Regions from separate parts of the Callithrix jacchus genome. Here region 1 is linked to region 2. The links are chromatin contacts, called in public Hi-C maps. All regions are on one chromosome and are shown on one strand. Each heading gives the region's core, a stretch centred on a gene start, on an enhancer-like site or on the middle of the called end of the contact. The rest is flanking DNA. Distances are from core to core; before and after follow the strand shown. Region 1 overlaps LOC144578179 (a long non-coding RNA gene). Region 2 has its middle 33 kb from the start of FRMD8.

The links. A called contact is a pair of places that touch in the nucleus more often than the background predicts.
Region 1: a contact with region 2 is called in a Hi-C map of skeletal muscle, with 6 times the contacts expected there. The contact joins two enhancer-like sites. A contact is called at or near these places in 2 of 3 Hi-C or Micro-C datasets (induced pluripotent stem cells and skeletal muscle).

Annotation. Positions count from the first base shown.
Region 1 is chr10:122,544,892-122,547,591 of calJac240_pri, reverse strand. It overlaps LOC144578179 (a long non-coding RNA gene), which reads left to right. Exons shown (of 3, transcript XR_013523480.1): 3 at 1-949. Among named protein-coding and RNA genes, the nearest start is that of SCYL1, 63 kb to the left of the region's middle. Within about 2 kb of position 1,286, at least 15 of the 16 cell types and tissues checked have an H3K27ac peak or open chromatin away from gene starts, as enhancers often do. A contact at or near this core is called in skeletal muscle, where this site is marked.
Region 2 is chr10:122,499,074-122,501,773 of calJac240_pri, reverse strand. No RefSeq gene overlaps it. Among named protein-coding and RNA genes, the nearest start is that of FRMD8, 33 kb to the right of the region's middle. Within about 2 kb of position 1,448, at least 11 of the 16 cell types and tissues checked have an H3K27ac peak or open chromatin away from gene starts, as enhancers often do. A contact at or near this core is called in skeletal muscle, where this site is marked.

The DNA of each region.
Region 1 (2,700 bases), core at 37-2,536, 46 kb before region 2:
ACAGTCATGTTTATGACTTTGGAAATTATATCCTGTGATACATTTGGAGACTGTCTCACCAAGATGTCCAACTGGTCTCGGCTGCCAGAGGCAATTATACTTTATTGCACGTGACATTTGCCTCATAGGTTCACCTGCCTCAGGCTTCCTGGCTCCATCCTGTGACTTATTATTATGTTTTTAATAATACCCAAGTATGAGCTGAGATCACACCACTGCACTCCAGCCTGGGAGACAGCAAGGCTCCGTCTCAAAAAAAAAAAAAAGGAAAAGGGATCAGACTGCTTCGGCCTCCCAAAATCCTTGGATTACAGGCATGAGCCACCTCGCCCAGCTAATTTGTTGTTTTTAAATAACCTTGTTTACAACTTTGTAGTATTGATAAATTTTATAAACAATGTGATGAGGGAAAAAGTGAACGTGCACACGCACGCACATGCACACACACACGCACGCGCACACGCGCAGACTCTGCCTGACGCAACAACACTGTGTATTTTTCCAGACCTTTTCTCTGTCTTTATCTTTATAAGCATATTTCTGGAACTTGTGTTTGGGCGTTAAGTTGAAGTGCTTCCTCACAGGGAGTTAAGCACACCTATAAATAGCTGTGACGCATCATGGGCTGTGAAAGATGCTGCTGCTGAGGTACCCGGTGCGTTGAGAACCTGCGTCAGGGAGAGTCATGTGCATGGGTGGCTTCAGAGACAGGGTGGGGCCTTAATTAGGCCCGGAAGGATGAGCTGGGGAATAAGTTGGACAGGACGTTCCAGGGAGGACGTGGTCTTGGGGTGGGCTGATCATTTCTAAATGGCAGAACCCTGACAAAGGTGAGACTGAGCATCCACAGAGGTGCACTTATTCCCCGGCTCATCCTTCCGGGCCTAATTAAGGCCCCACCCTGTCTCTGAAGCCACCCATGCACATGACTCTCCCTGACGCAGGTTCTCAACGCACCGGGTACCTCAGCTGCAGCATCTTGCACAGTCCATGATGCGTCACAGCTATTTATAGGTGTGCTTAACTCCCTGTGAGGAAGCTGAGAGGCCCCCAGGGCCAGCATCTGGCCCATACCTTAATAAAGGCCAGGCTAAAAGTCCTGGGCCAGCCCCAGGAAACAGGAAGAATCCAGGCCGTGGACTTCCTGTGCCCCTCAGGTGGGGGCCATGGAAGAGCTCCTCTTTGCAACAGGGAGGGGATATCCATACCCCAAAAAGGTCTTCCCATAGTCCTGGAGCTGGGAGTGTGGTCGGTGCACCAGTGGCCACTGCTGTGTGGCAGACATGCTCTGTGCCTGGTACTCTTACCACTGTCCAGAGAGGGGTCCCAGAACTTGGGAGGCAGCCTCCAGCAATGAGCAGGAGCTGGCAGGGAAGGCAGATGGGCCTCCTTCGTCTCTCTCCTTAAAGTGGCATCTCTTAAAGGTGGCAGATGAATGATCTGCGGGGAATGATCTCTCCTGAGTCACAAGTACGAGACCCTGGGAGTCCTTCCAGGGGCACACACTGCCCCCTATGGAGCTGGTGCATGAGGTGCAAGCTGGGGCCCTGTAGGGAGGGCTGAAAGTGAGGCAGGACCTTCATCCCTTCAGCCTCTCCAAGTCCAGGCTGGCAGCACATAGTTTCTGCCAGGGGGAGCCAGAGGCCCTGAGATAGCCAGCCCTGGCTCCAGGTCCTGCGGCAAGGAAGTGAAAGCAGTCCTGGAATTAAGATTTCCTGCAGATGTATAAACTTTAAAAAGTTTCAGGCCAGGTGCAATGGCTCACGCCTGTAATCCCAGCACTTTGGGAGGCTGAGGCTGGCGGATCACAAGGTTAAGAGATCAAGACCATCCTGGCCAACATGGTGAAACTCTGTCTCTACTAAAAATACAAAAATTAGCCGGGCATGGTGATGCGCGCCTGTATTCCCAGCTACTCGGGAGGCTGAGATGGAAGAATCACTTGAACTGGGAGGCGGAGGTTGCAGTGAGCCGAGACTGTGCTGCTGTACTCCAGCCTGGTGACAGAGCAAGACGCCTTCTCAAAAAAAAGAAAAAATTAATTCGAGTTTTACTTCATTCTTTTCCATCTTGATGCCTTTTACTTCTTTTTCTTTCTTTCTTTCTTTTTAAAGATGGGGTTTCACCATGATGGCCAGGCTGGTCTTGAACTCTTGACCTCAGGTGATCCACCCACCTCAGCCTCCAAAGTGCTAGGATTACAGGCGTGAGCCACCGCGCCCGGCCTACTTCTTTTTCTTGCCTTACTGTGCTAGCTAGCTAGAACCTCTAATAAAATGTCGATTAGAAGTGGTAAGAGCAGACATCATTGTCTATTACTGATCCAGAGAGGAACATTATTTTTCAGCATTAAGTATGATGTTATTTGTAGATATTTTCTTTATATCTTTAATTAGTTTTTTAAAGTAGAAGCTAATGGCATCAATTCGATATCTTCTTTTCTTTTTCTTTCTTTCTTTCCTTTTTTTTTTTTTTTTTGAGACTCTGTTGCCAAGCTGCAGTGCGATGGCGCAATCTTGGCTCACTGAAACCTCCACCTCCCGGGTGCAAGTGATTTTCCTGCCTCAGCCTCCTGAGTAGCTGTGATTACAGGCGTGCGCCACCATGCCCAGCTAATTTTTGTATTTTAGTAGAGACGGGATTTCACCTTGTTGGCCAGAGTGGTCTCAATCTCTTGACCTTGTGATCTGTCCACCTCGG
Region 2 (2,700 bases), core at 199-2,698:
GGGCCTGCCCTGCCTGGGTGGGTGGCCACCCACTGCTTCTTTCCGAGCAGACACTGAGGAATCAGAGGGGGCTGCTTTGGCAACATCTGAATTCTGGGGTCAGGACCCTGTCTCCAAGCCCTTTCTTTCTTTTCTTTTTTTTTTTTTTGATGGAGTCTCACTCTGTTGCTCAGGCTGGAGTGCAGTGGTGAGATCTCGGCTCACTGCAACCTCAGCCTCCCGGGTTCAGGCCCTCCCAAGTAGCTGGGACTACAGGCTACACCATCACACCCGGCTAAGTGTGTTTTTTTACTCATTTTTTGAGATGGAGTCTCGCTCTGTCACCAGACAGGAGGGCAGTGGTGAGATCTTGGCTCACTGCAATCTCTGACTCCCTGGCTCAAGTGATTCTCCTGCCTCAGCCTCCAGAGTAGCTGGGATTAGAGGCACAAGCCACCATGCCTGGCTAATTCTTGTATTTTTAGTAGAGACAGGGTTTCACCATGTTGGCCAGTATGGTTTTGATCTCTTGACCTTGTGACCTGCCCACCTCAGCCTCCCAAAGTGCTGGGATTACAGATCTGAGCCACCGTACCCGGCTTTTTTTTTTTTTTTTTAGTAGAGATGGGGTTTCACCATGTTGACTAGGCTGGTCTCAAACTCCTGGCCTCAAGTGATCTGCCTGCCTTGACTTCCCAAAGTGCTGGGATTGCAGGGGTAGCCACCGGGACCGGCCTGTCTCCAAGCCCTTTCTTATGGCTATCGCCAATCAGGGTCACTGGTCTTCTGGGTGCCTGGCCCCCTCAATCTTGTTCTAAAGTCAGGTCAGCACTGTGGTTTCCAAACTATATATAGACAGACCAGTCCCAGGAAGGACCTGGGATTTCCCAAAGGAGCCCCTAGAAAGAGGGAGCAGGAACCGGGTGAGAAAGGGTGGTGCTTCAGGCTTACACCAAGGCAGGGCAATGACAGCATTGCTACTACCACTTGGGAATGTGTTGGGCGTGTGCCCTCCATCCTCCATAGTCTGGTTCTGGAGCTGTGGCCTCCAGGGTCATTTTGGGCTCTCTGCTCACCAGACATCCCAGGCCTAGGCCCTTTTGCTCTCAGCCCTGAGGCCCCTCAGCTCAGGGCCTGCGTCTGGAAACTGCACAGTCACTGCTTGCTGGCCTGGAGCCCGCCTGCCTTTCACGCCTTACAGCCAAAGCAGGAAACAAGCTGTGCCCCCCTCCCGACTCTAAGCAGCTTCTTCCTGCAAGGCTGGAGCCTGTTCTGCCCCCACCTCTCTTGTGACCCCGGCAGGCCCTCCATCGCCCCCAGCCTTGCTTCTCCATTTTGAGGCCCTTCTTGGCCCTAACATCTCTTGATTCTGACAGTGTAGTTTTGGACATGTTGTTTTGCCTGGAACACTCTTCACCCAGTTGCTTCCCAGTCCACTGCCCCTGCTCCTTCAGGCCTCTGCCCCAAGGTGACCACTCAGCCAGCCTGACCACGCTATAAAGCGCCCCCTAACTTGATCTCCTGGAGGGAGGGGTTTCCGTCTGTTTTGCCCGGGATCACTGTGCCCTGGCACGTGACTCTGTAGTTGCTGTTTTGTAAAGGTCACTGAGCACTGTGAGCTCTGGGTAAATATTTGTGGACTGACTGAGGAAGGGCGTTCCCAGCTCAGCTTCAGCCCCACAAATGTGATAACAGATGCAGCTCTGTGGGTGCCCAGGTCAGGAGACAGGAGAGGGCAGGGCAGCAGCTGCTCTCAGTGGAGTGGGACTGCCTGGAGGGGCAAGGGAACTGGGGTGCACTCTCAGCCACACGTTGGTTGACAGAGGGATTTGAGGGAGAGGGCATCAGAGGGAGGCAGGCTCCCCCAGCCCTGGTTTATAAAGCCGAGGGGAGTGAGCATGCCCCAGGCTGTTGCACCGACAGGAGCCGACTGTCCCAACCCCAGTCCCACAGCCCTTCCTCCTTCCCAGCTGTCCTGGGCCCCCCTCCTATCCCCCACACATACTGAGCCCTCTGGCTGTTTTTAACAATTTGACCTAATGTGGACTGGCCCACGGCCTGCTTGAAGACAGGCAGGGGAGGGACCCTCAGAGGCTTCTCACTCTTGCATGTGACCCCCATCATCTCAGGCATGTGGGTGCCCTTTCCTCACCACCGCCGAGGCAGATCCAAGGGGGGCTTCCTCTGCCCAGGGCCAAGCTTCCGGCCTCGGGTTGTGCTTTCCAGGAAAGAACTTTGCCAGTGTCAGCCCCCTGCATCTGGATCTCCTGGGACTACCCCTGTTCCTTGCCATGCTAGAGCACCTGTGCATCTGCCCCTTATCCCAGGCCCTGAGTGCCCAGTCCTCCTGAGCACCACCCACTCCTTGGAGCCTTGTCTGAGCTGGCACCCCAGAACACCCTGCCCTCCTTGCCTCCTCCTGTGCCTTCACTAGCTCACTGCCACCCCTGTCTTCTGTAGCCCCATCCTGACTGTCGCAGCTCTCACTAGACCTTCCTGTTCCCTCCCTGCAATGCGGAGTGCCTGTGTCCTCACTCCTGCTCCTCTAGAGGGAAGGCCTGTGGAATGCGTGGCTGGGCCCCACAGCCCTGCCTCCCCGGGCTGCCCTGCGCCTCCAGTGGCCCCTACATCTCCTCCGACCCTCCCCACACCCCTTTTAGCCAAATAAGCAGACCCAGCTTTCCTAGGCCCCACACTTTCCCCTGTGCCAGCCTTTCTGGC